2 separate regions of the Mus musculus genome follow, and region 1 is linked to region 2. Evidence: chromatin contacts called from public Hi-C data. All regions are on one chromosome and are shown on one strand. The core of a region is the stretch at or near the end of the contact, and the rest is flanking DNA. Distances in the headings are between cores, read along the strand shown. Region 1 overlaps Umad1 (UMAP1-MVP12 associated (UMA) domain containing 1). Region 2 holds the start of Rpa3 (replication protein A3).

Evidence for each region. Hi-C and Micro-C count contacts between places; a contact is called where the count stands out from the background.
Region 1: a Hi-C map of erythroblasts shows a contact between it and region 2, with 2.3 times the contacts expected there. The contact joins the enhancer-like site here to the promoter of Rpa3 in region 2. A contact is called at or near these places in 2 of 39 promoter capture datasets (embryonic stem cells and stem cell-derived epiblast-like cells), 3 of 484 Hi-C or Micro-C datasets (embryonic stem cells, erythroblasts and muscle stem cells), 1 of 115 datasets of contacts at active chromatin or transcription factors (the SCID.adh cell line) and 2 of 9 other capture datasets (adipose tissue and liver).

What each region holds. Positions count from the first base shown.
Region 1 is chr6:8,347,373-8,353,601 of GRCm38.p6, forward strand. The region is part of intron 2 of Umad1 (UMAP1-MVP12 associated (UMA) domain containing 1); the gene reads left to right. Among named protein-coding and RNA genes, the nearest start is that of Gm46952, 4.9 kb to the left of the region's middle. Within about 2 kb of position 1,884, at least 20 of the 459 cell types and tissues checked have an H3K27ac peak or open chromatin away from gene starts, as enhancers often do. A contact at or near this core is called in erythroblasts, where this site is marked.
Region 2 is chr6:8,257,038-8,263,019 of GRCm38.p6, forward strand. Rpa3 (replication protein A3) reads right to left here and starts at 2,104. Exons shown (of 4, transcript NM_026632.4): 1 at 1,963-2,104; 2 at 650-724. The coding sequence starts at 2,061. Umad1 (UMAP1-MVP12 associated (UMA) domain containing 1) reads left to right here and starts at 2,251. Exons shown (of 4, transcript NM_001302354.1): 1 at 2,251-2,456.

The DNA of each region.
Region 1 (6,229 bases), core at 634-3,133, 90 kb after region 2:
GTACACATTCAGGAACCATTCAAATGTCTGTGCCAGAGGACCTGCCCTTTTTCTTAGCAATGGTTTTGATGTAGGTGTCTAGATTTTCTCTTTATTTCTGAAGCTGTCTTGCTGCTTCCTGTGAAATCACTTCCATCCTTCTCCGTTATGTCCCCTCTGCCCTGTCTCAGCCCTGACACTTGCCCTCCATCACTGCCTACTGAAGACACTTACTTGCTCCAGTTCTCAGTGTCACTTTTAAGAATGAATAAATCTGATGTATTAGCTTTTTGCCTGTAAAATATGAAGTCATATTCCCAGTATTCCTTTCCCAGTTCCAAAAACACATCTTTTTTCAAATATACTTTAATTGACTAAAACCCTGAATTCTGTTCCCTGTTGTTCATATTCTGCCTCTGACCACTTTGTTCTTTATGTAGCTGTTTTCCTGCACTAGCCATAGTCTTCATCTGGCCTCGGGATCTTTCTCTCAAAATGTTCTTTAGTTCCTAGTATAATGTTCCGATCCTGAATACTAATGATATTTAGTTAAACCACACTATTGCTAATTTAGAAAAAGTTCCAATTTAGGTTAAATTTATGTTTCTGATATTTTCTTATTAAAGTACTTATGAAAATGATTTTAATAAGTACAATAATTTTTGTAACAATACTAAAGCCCTGAAACTGCTTTTTAATATTGCTTTAATACTAACATGCCCTTATTTCAGTTGCACCTTTAAACCTTTCTGGAGCTCCATTTCTATGTCAGGTGCTACCTTAGGCCTATAGTGAGGATTATAAGTTCATGTGACCTTAAGAAACTCACATTTTTGTTCTAAACATTAATTTGTAAAATACATGTGTTTAATAAATATGTATTGAACTCCAGTTCTATGGTAAGAATTAGATCAAGGCATAGGGATATAGGTATAGTGAGCCAGACAAAAAGGAAAAGGATAAAAAAAAGTCCCTGCCTCCATCTTTACATGGCTTTCCATGTCTCAAGGAGACAGATCACTAACCAGCAGTAAAAATGTAGAATCTGTGTAACTTACCGGAAGAGCAACCCAGACAGATAACAGGTTAGCTTTACTCTTAAAAGACAGGGCAGTAAAAGGGGGTTTCTAGCTAAAGGAAGACCTGGAATTCTTTCAAGCTTATTGGCTCAGCACATAAGTATCTGAACTGTTGAAAATAAACACCCTCCAGCAAACCACAGAAATGAGTATTCTTTTCATATTTAGTATCTTTGGGATTTTTTTCCTTGGACTACACTTACTAATTGTTAGTCAAGGAACTAACTGTCATGCATATGAAAATGCTGGAGTCTATGGTACTTTGGGGCATGCTTTTATGTTGGAGTCACATTAGAACCCAGACATAGTAGCCGTGACTGATGGGCTAGGACATGGGGTTGGATGGAAAAGCACTGCAAATAAGCAGCAAAAGCTACTTGCCCATTTTTCTCCCAGGATATATACACGTTAATCCAATCAATTAAAAATATATATTGACACAAGTTACTGTTTCTCCCAGGCATGCACAGTAGCATACTATTTGTTTCTTAAATCTGCAGTCCAGCAGTTTATATTAGGAAATAAAAATTTTATTGTTTGACATTGAAGTTTGTCTGATTAATAAGCTAATATTACCTCAAATTTCAAACTTTCTTATAAAAAAAAAAAAACCATGAGATTTCATGCACCTCAGAAATAGTATACCAGGTACAAGTCTAGAGGGCACTTGATGTTACCCTTGTAATAAAAGAATTCCAGAGCCTTCTAATGTCTATGTCTATAACTACTTCTTGTTGAATTATTATCCTGAATGTTGCATGTGCTGGCTTGATTGAACATGCAGCCTTCTTTAGGAAATCAATAGGTTCTCCAGTTTTTGGTTTTGGTTTTGTTTTCTCCTGATACTGTGACTGGCTAGCACTGGGACTAAACACAGTTCTTCACTTAAACACAAAGGTATTGTTGCTCTAAAAATTAGCCCCATATTTTATTCTCCAACAACTGTGCCTTTGGTCATTTGTATAAGATGTGGATGGTTCGTGCTAAGTCACAGTGCTCGTTTATCTGAGACTGTAAGATCCTGCCATGGTCCAGCTGCAGATCTAGATGTTGGTGACACTGGTGAGCTCAGCAGAAGCCCTCACCTTCTCCAGTGAGGTTTCCATCCTACTCATTCCTGTAGCCTCCAGCCTGGGGAAAGGCAGACCCTCAAAACAAGCCCAGTCTTTTGAAATTTTTCTACCCAGGAGATGCCATGAGGGTGTGGCCCCAAAGACAATTTCTACTATGTTTTGTGAATGTGAGCATTCCAAGAAATTAAGTTCTTAGCTTAAAATAGGCTTAAACATTATGCATTCCTAAGCTCGTTTACTTTGGTCTCAAGTGTGGAAATGCCTGAAAGCAGCATTTTTATACAGTTTGATGAACATCTTTCAAGGAATCCTCCATGGCTGGCATGGCTTCTGTAGCCCACTAAGCAGCTCCAGGCCACACTGGCCTCAGCAGCCAGCACCACTTCACAGCACTGAAGTTTATACTTCGGGCTAAATGCTTTTCCTTATGACTTTAATCCTCAAAGCAGCTTTTGAGGTAGACACTGCTGTTATGCATATTCTATAAGAAGGTGCTGAAAAGACCTAGCTCGCCCTGCGTTGCAGCAGTGTAAGAAGTGAGGCTGTGATGAGACCTGAGCATTCTGGCTCTGGCTCTACCCACCGCCTCTCACTCCTGTATACTTCTGGGCCTTTTCATGGCTTGACACTACATTCCATTAGATATATAAATACCAGCCTCTTCCCCTCACCACACCTTCTTTTTCATTATGAATTTCCCTCTTACTATAAAGCTGTTCTTAGAAATGTATTTTTATTTTTGGTTGCAATCTCAGAAGGTAAGAGACTTTGAACTCATTTTGATTGGGTCCTATATTCTGTTTACGTAGTTGTTTACTTATTTTCTGTTTCGTTTACCTAGTACTCTTATAATAAGTTTAGCAAATTTAAGTGAAAATTTATCATTGGCTACAAAACTACATTTTTCCGTACCTCAGGAAACAGTGGAATAGCCTTTCTGAAACAGTGAGAGCCTTTGTCTCTGTGAAGAAAATGGATACAACCTCCGCCCTGATCTTTTAGAAGAGATTTCCTAAATTCTCACCAGATGTATTAGAAGGGTACTCTGGGTTGAATCTCCCCAGTTCTCCTGTGTGTGGTTTGCTTTCTGCAATATCATCCCTGGACCACCACTTCTTCCCATGAGCTTATGCTCTCTTCTCCCCTCGTCTAGTCGGCTCTTCTCCATAATCAATAGTTTATAGTGTACAGACTTTGTATGCAACTTATTGACCTACTAGCAAGTTGGCTGCAACTAATGACATTCATTGTAGAATATCCCTTTTGTTCCATAAAGAATAAAGGAAGATGAAGAAAAGCAGATGAGGTACATGGAAATAAATTTGTATAAAGGAAGTTGCATGTCCATGATAACTTAGCATGTTCTTTATGGCCGCAAAATAAAATCAGAAGAGGGTGAGGAAATTGGCCTAATAGATATAGCTGGGACTAGAGAGACTGAAACTTGGTACCAATTATAGGGGTAGCGAATGAAGGTGATAGAGACTAGGAGGCAGGTTTGGGAGAGACTGCTAATGAACTGAAAAGAAAGCACAGTGCATGGTGATTCACTGCCATTGTGAACATGCACAGAAGCAGGGCTAGTTCTGCCGAGAGATAAGGAGGGACTGTGGAAAGCACTAAGGTTAACTGCCACGGAGACGTGGACCAAGTAAATAGTCAGCAGGCTGGAATGGATGGCCTTGTAACCCAAGAAAAGGTTTGTCTTTAGCAATTGCTTTTATAGTCAGAATTGTGTTGGTATATTCTGAGTTACAGTTTTGGCTAAGATCCCCTAGAGATGAGTAAGAAAGTCTAGCCCTAGAGAGAGTAACAGGAAAGTGGAGAAGAACCACAAAGAAGCCTGAAAAACACCCACAGAAAAATATGGCCAATACAAAGTATATATGTGTGTTCTGTGTGTAGCTTTGGCAGTTTTTAAAGATTTTCTGAGAATTACATAGCCAACTTCCTACAAACTATGACCAAACTATATGTATTCCTTAACTATCTGTTGCATTGTCTTATTCCCAAGTCTCAGTTACAACTGCCATCATTAGTGACCCATAGTTAACAAGAACCATCTTTGCCTAAGCATATACAGCCACCATTTCAGGAAAGAAACACTTTGTAAATGAGAGTCTGGAAAAGTTATTTGTTAGTAGGTGACATATGGAGGGCTGGGTGACAGCATGGTTAAAGGTACAATCACTCTAGCAGACAGGATGTTGTTTTCACAGGAAACCTGTTTATTAAATCAGGAGATTATTGTCTTGTATGAGAAAGGGATTGTCGCATGCAACAGTGTTCCTGCTGAAGTGAAAGGTCATACATGTGCTCACGTGTTAGATTTACATTTCACTGCCACACACACTTTTTCCAGTGAAAGAGGTTACATCCTTAGCCTTACACACCACACACACACACACACACACACACACACACACACACAGACACACACACTGGGAGGATTGGGGGAGACAGACATACAAATAGACTTGAGGGTAGGGTTTTAAAGCAAGGAACGTATCCAGACCATGGAGAGGGTGGCTGATAGTAGCCACAGTCCACTTAGGTCCACTTAAGGTCCCCACGCTCAGGAGGAGGAAATGGTGCCCCAGGGTCCCTACTCAATGCACATGTACGAAGAGATCTTAGAACTTACATCTGTAAATTACTGTACACTTAGATGACAGTCTTTGTTTTCTCAGTATATGTATTTGTACAGTATCTCATGTTTGTAAATATATATGATTTATATAAATTAAAAGAGGCATGAGCTCTAAAGTGTTTAAATTACTGTGTGTGTGTGTATGTGTGATTAAAATATACTTTGGAGTTTCCAACTTAAATCATAGCGACTCTTTGACTGTAGTAAATAAATTGGGACACACAGAAGCTTTTAAACACAAATTGTTCTGCCATCTCAGTGTACAGTAATTTACAGATGTGACCTCTAACCACTTTACCTGTCAGATATCGGGCAATTTGGTTGCAAAATGCAGATATATGCCTCAACCTTATTTTTATATCCTGGTTCTTAAGGAGCCCACTAAGCACCAGTTCACAAGCCCTTGCTGTCCCCTTTGTGAGCATGCTGAGGTTTCTCATGGACTACCTAATGTCTCCCTGCATACAGTACGTTCCGTGCAGTCATCCTTTAGTCACAGGCAGTTTAAGCTGTTAAATAGTATCTTGCTTTAAAAGGTAGGCTGATGGAGTTTCTATCTGCTGGTACATCTGGTAAGTTAATATATACAGTCTGTGAGTATCCTGCAGGGACCTGTTTTTACATGCATACCGGGACGTTTATGTAGAAATCAAAGGCCATGAGTCAGAAGAACACAACTCTTGTTTCCAGCGTACTGGAGGCTTAAAAAAATTGGCTTTGAAAAATTGAAAGTCGTGTGGTTTGTTTTTATTGTGGAACCGATCAGGAAGAACAATTTACAGTCATTGCCATTCTTCACAGCTGAATGGAGTAGAGGTGCCCGCCTCGGGAACTGCAGCAGCTGCACCCGTCTCTCTGGGCTCACAAAAACATTGGCTTTTTAATCGAGAACTTTAGATGGCGGGCTACAGTTTGTTTTCATGATGGAAATGGTCAGTTGTGCCTTACCAGACAGCTGTAGTGTAATTAAGAAAAACTGTGTGAAAGTGGATTAAATATAACAGAAAAGACCCTAAAGGGGGGGAATTTCATCTTAAATGTATTCACTTTTTTTCCTTCCATGCATAAAAGTGGAGCTATCAATATAATTTCTACACAGTTTTTTCTGCTCTGCAGTATTATTTAGCTCTAGGAAACATGTGGCACTCTGCTACAGTGTTTGTTTCAAGATGGTTTAACTTCTGAAAGATGTACCTTCAAAATACCATGTATAGTAGGAATTTTACAGTTCTGTTTCTGTCGACTTTAATGTGTTTAAGAATTCAGTGATCTTCTGTAGAACCAAGTTGAGTCAGCTTTTTAGACTCACTTCCTAAGCAGGCAGCAAAGCATTCTGCTTCTTGAGATTCATAACTCTGAAAAGTGAGAGGTTACATTTGTTCCCGATGAATTGGAGCACTGCGATAAGCTAGGGAAGAGGGACTGGCTGCAGGGAACCCTCGAAATCA
Region 2 (5,982 bases), core at 854-3,353:
CGTTTAAGTTGAAGGCAAAGACATTAAAAGACTCCGAGGATGTTCAGAGTTCCTGTAAACAGACCTCCTTATTTGTTTAAAAACTCACCGAGAAGAACTGTGGATAAATCTTACATGTTCTATATCAAGTAACCAAATAGTATATGGATTTGTCGGCATAAAATATCAAAGATGTTTTAAGCACATTAAACATAAAACTTTAAAAAATTTAGAAATATAAAAATATGCATGAATATATATATATATATATATATATATATATATATATATATGAAAATTAAACATAGAAAATAAAACTGACTAGCAATGCCACTTAGTATGAAGCAGGAGGAACACACCTGGGGCCAGCTCTTGAAGGCCAGGCTTGTGATTATGGAAGAAGCAGTTTAAAAAATTTTTCACATGTATTTTTTGGATTTTTTTTTTAAGGAATAAAAATTGTTATCCAACCAATACTTAAGGGACACTTTCAGAAATGTTGGAGCCCTAAGAATCACTAAAGTTTAGAAATGGAAATAAGACAAAATATGAGAGCATGAATTTGATTTTTAAAGTTATACAAGTGTAATCTTCACATTTCCACCCCCAAATCAGAAATAATAAGAAACCCCAAAAAATTAAATATGAGAGCATATCACTTAAAACATACTGGCTCCATCAATTCAATGGTTCCATTTTTTCCTTCTCCATCTGAAAGAATAAACATTTTTCCAGTGGGATGAATCTAAAAAAGGAAATCAAGACAAAAAGCCATAGATTTAGAAAACAGAATCTACAGAAATGAATATTTAAAAGATTCCCTGAAGTTTCATTTGGTTGAATATAAAGTAATAGGGGTTTTGGACAGTTTATTTGGTTCAAGTTATAATCTTATTACCTGATCAGATGATTGTAAGCCCAGTTAATTTTGAATTTCTAATAAACAACAAATATTTGCTTAGTGTTTTGTGTGGTTTCTTTTATTTGCAAAAGACACTTGGTACACTAAAACTAAACGAGGCTTTCACTGTCTAATGAAATTCTGCCAACATTCTTGATTTAGTACATCTCACAGAATACCTTCTTTTTGAGGGGTTGTTTGTTTGTTTGTTTTCGAGACAGGGTTTCTCAGTATAGCCCTGGCTGTCCTGGAACTCACTCTGTAGACCAGGCTGGGCTCGAACTCAGAAATTCACCTGCCTCTGCCTCCCGAGTGCTGGGATTAAAGGCGTGCGCCACCACCGCCCGGCTCAGAATACTTTCTTTTAAAATTAAGAACGATGATCTAAAAGAACTGGTTGCCAGATCTGAGGAAGACTTCCCTTGAAACTGAGCTCTGCCACTCGATGTGAGGTTTGAGCAGCTCAGTCAGCCTACCTGTTTAGTTAGAAATTCTTTTCCCTTAGAAAATGTGTGAATGAAATGACCTAGCAGGTAAGTCCTTACAGAGGATTTTCTTTCCCTCGGCACTCTCAATTTCTGGGCCTTTGGGCTTAATTTTTACCTATAGGAAGGACGAGGCTGCAATCTAAGACTGGGCTAGATACAAGGTATCTATAGAATATGGGAGGGGCTATCAAGAAATGTTTCATAGGGAGACGACTGCAAAGTAGAAAAACTAGGCCCATAAATAGAGACGGCTGCAAAAGACAGGGAAGCAAGAAGCTAAGTCTGGCTAAAACAAAAACTCGAACAACAGACAGAGGAGCCAGGTTTGTAAATACCTTCCTGGTAAATAAAGAAAGGGGGCGCGGAGCGCTTGGATCTAAAAGGTCATTCCAAACAGTTTTGGGGACATAAAAGAAGCGGCACCAAAATGTTGCTGCAATGGCTTAGCAGTTTCCACAAGCTCTTCTTGTGAAAACTACAGCAAGCTGGAGGGCAATGCTGCTTAAAGGTGACCTGCTCCCAGCCTCAGCTCCCGACCCCGCAGTCCTTCCCGAGTGGCCGTGGTCCCGTCCTCTCGCCCGAACCCGCATGCACCTTTTCCAGCTTCCCCACGAAGCACACGGGCCGGTCGATATACTGTGGTAACATGCTGGCGTTGACGCGCGCTTTGGGGAGCTGCATTATGTCCTCCATGATTCTGCCGCCAACACTCGCAACCCGCAGGAAAGCAGAAAATGATTGACGCCCAGCGGGCGGCCGCGCCAACCCGGGCAGATTTCCCGAACACCAATCAGAGGAGACGTACGCTCCAGACCCACCAATCAAATCCACGGGAGCATCTGGTTCGCTCGCACCGGGCTGGCGGAGGGGCTCAAGGCTTCCGGAAGTACTGGTAGACTGCCTAGTGACGCGCGGCGTTCCGGAAGTCACTGGGGCCGAAACCCGGCGGGCAGTGGAGGCGGGACTTAGAGGGGCGGGGGCTGAGGCCTGGGACCCGGGATCTGGAGCGGCCGAACGTCGACTTGACCCCGGAAGTAAGCTGAAGGACCGTGGTGGGTGGCGAGCTGCGGGCTGCGGCGGAGTCTCAGGTAGCTTTCTTGCGGGAGGTGTCTGGATCTCCGCGCCTCTCTCCTCCCGAGGGCTGAACCGTCGGGGTGGTGGGCGGAGTCGGGCTCCTGGTCCCGGAATGCCGCGGTGCGGGCACTGACAGTTGCCAGCTTTTGCGCGGGTGGCGCGGGTGCGTGCCTAACCTGGGGTTTGGGGTTTTTATTTTTGAGCCAGTTCTACCTGTAGAGAACCATCGTCAGTCTTTACCCCTCCCTCAGGAGGTTGTTGCTAGGAGACGTTGTGTAACGGACCTGCCTGCTTTACCCACTGGCAGCAAGAGGTGCTGCCCCTCTCTTTACCTTGGACCTTTTGCTAGCCTTGGCGGTGTGGAGGTGTCCATTTCCTCACCTCCTGGGTGCTGGCGTGCATTGGGGCTCCGGTAGAGGAGGACCCCCGGGAAGGACTAGAGATGACAGGCTTCACCAGCTGTTGGACCCAAGCTAGTGCTCCTCCACTGGCGTCACATTTTCTCTTTCTGCAAATGAGGGGTTGACTGCTTTGTAAGGTGCTAGATAACTCTAATTTTGGGTTGTAATACTATATCTAGTTCCCCGAAGTACTCAGAGCTGGCTGTCTGAAAGACAGTTTATTCCAAGATTTGAAGAAAATTGTCGGATGTGTTTCTGGTTCAGAAAATGACTGGATGCTGGTGGCTGTTGATTTTAGTAATTTCACCAGCAAGGGATTGGTACTGAGAAATTTCAAAATGAACGCACATAAAAATACCTTCAAAAGAGGTTGCAGAAATTAAAACATAATTTTAATTGCGTCTCATAATTATGTGGAACAGTGTCTGGATTTTTCTAAAGCCAAAGACTTATTAACCTTCAAATTCAGGGCTAATAACTCAGTTCCAATAATTCAGTTCCAATGTAGCCTGCTGTTGCTGCCTTAAGTAATAAAATACAAAGATCTGGTTCCATCTATTTAAGAGTGAAATCCAATCTCCCCTATTTAAACGATTGTTAGCTCTCCTTAGTGTTCATGTGACATTTAATATGTGTGTCTTAATTCTGTTGTGATTAAAACAAGTTTAAAATTTTTTTCCTTAGTTGTGGGCTGCATTTCCTTTGGGTGCTGGCAAGTCGGTATTGAGGCATTCATGATATAGCACTGCGTTTTCTACCCTGGTGCATAGCACCCTTTTAGTTCAGTGAAAAGTAACCAGCAAGAAGTAAGTTCCCAGTTCAGGTCTAGTTTGCTTTATCTGTGTGCTGCAAGCAAATGGTACCCTGTCTCCAGACATAGGTTCTTACCATCTAGTTGTGGTGGACAGCTCGGAGCATTGTAGAAAATCGTGTTGTTTGTGTGCCTTTGGGTCATCCTTCTCAAGAACTCTAGGGAGGTATATCACAGCCTTTCAGCCCTGAGATTTTTGTTTAGTAGCTCATGCCTTTAGGGGAAGCATTCTTTTCCCATGCAGGGTATTCCCATTTAAATTTCCTTTTAAAACCAGTTAAACTTTTCAATTAGCTTACAAAGTAGTAGGTTTTCCTGAGACCTCTTTATACATCCTTAGTCTTGGTTAGCCCAACCTCGTGTTCCCATCTCCACTTAAGCCTTTCACCCCCCAGTATTCTCCTCCAATGAACTACTTTTATAGCTCACATGTTCTACTATCTCTTACACTCCTTGAAATTTCTCTGTAGCCATCTTTGGCCTTTTGTAGCTTCCTGACCTCTAAAGATACCACAAATGTAAGCACACAAATCTAAAACCTTAAAACTAGGATCCATATGTGAGAGAGGACACAATGTTTGTCTTCCTTGGCCTGGGTTACCTCATTCACTATAATAATATTTTCCAGCCCCTTTATTTTTTTTGTAAAATTCATAATCTCATTTTTTTCTGTATAGCTGAATACAACTCCATTGTGTATATGTATTGTGTATATGTATATGTATTGTGTATATGTGTACGTATATGTATACATATTTGTTCATTGGTAGCTGGACATTCGGGATGATTCCATTTCCGAGCTATTGTCAATAGAGCAGCCATGAACATGGATCTCAGAGCATCTCTATAAAAGAATACTGAGTACTGTAAATGTAAGCCCAGGAGTGGTATGGCTAAGTCATATGGGAGTTTTCTTTTCAGCCTTCTACGAGACCTATACAGTGACTGCCAGTCTTACTGATTTTTCTGCCAAACCTAGCTTGTGTAGAAAAGGTTTATTTGGCTTCTATATCCCGAATCATAGTCCGTTGAGGGAAGCCAAGGCAGAAACTCAAACTGTGCTTCTAGAAGTCAGAGCTGATACAGAAGCCATGGAGGCTGACTGGCTTGCTCCAGAGTTAGGGTTAGGGTTAGGGTTTGATAACTTAAAATTATAGATTCATGTTTTGTGGAACTTTTTATTGTTGATTTCTGTGGTTTGGTTTCAGGCTGTGTTTCTCAAGAAAAGATTTGTTTCCTTGCTTGCACAATGTTTGGCCCCAGGCTTTGTGCCTCTTCACTGTGGGACATAGTTAATTAAAACCCAGGATCCATCGGGAGTATCCATCGGAAGTCAGTACTGGCCATGAAAAAGATACTCGTTGTTACTACTTGGATATTTCCCCCATAGATTTTTAGCCTTTCCTTCTTTCTGGACTCAGTAAAATTTCCTTATCTCTTAATGGTTTGGCCATGCATTTTAAAATGGTACTAACATATCCCAGTGTTTTTACATAGGCTGTGCTAAGATACAATTTTTCTAGACATTTGATTTTTCATTTTACCAGAAATAAATACACACACACACATACACATATATATGTGTATATATATACACATATGTATGTATGTATGTATATATATATATATATATATATATATATACATACTAGTATTATTTTTAGCTAATAGTATGCCTAGTTTTTTCATCTCATGAGTGTTACTTAAGAGAAACAAAACAACAAAATAAAGAGAGCTTGTGGGGGAATTCTAGTTGCTGAAGACAACAAATATAACTATACTCCAACCAGAGCTTGGATGTATAGTAGCAGTAACATGTATTAAGGGGTAAAAGTGAATTGAAATGATAGCTTAGAATGTCTTTCTTAAATGCGATATGAAAGAATTGGCCTCAGAAGTGGATGCTCACAGTCAGCTATTGGATGGATCACAGGGCCCCCCAATGGAGGAGCTAGAGAAAGTACCCAAGGATACTAAAGGAATCTGCAACCCTATAGGTGGAACAACAATATGAACTAACTAGAACCCCGGAGCTCGTGTCTCTAGCTGCATATGTATCAGAAGATGGCCTAGAAGGCCATCACTGGAAAGAGAAGGAGGCCCATTAGTCTTACACACTTTATATGCCTTAGTACAGGGGAACACCAGGGCCAAGAAGTGGGAGTGGGGGGGGGAGGGGAGTGGGGGTGAGGACTTGGGGGACTTTTGGGGTAGCATTGGAAATGTAAATGAAGAAAATACCTAATTAAAAAAAAAGGAAAAAAAAAGAAAGAATTGGCTTAAGGGAAGTTGAAAGAAGAGTACAATGACAAGTTTCATATTTTAGGA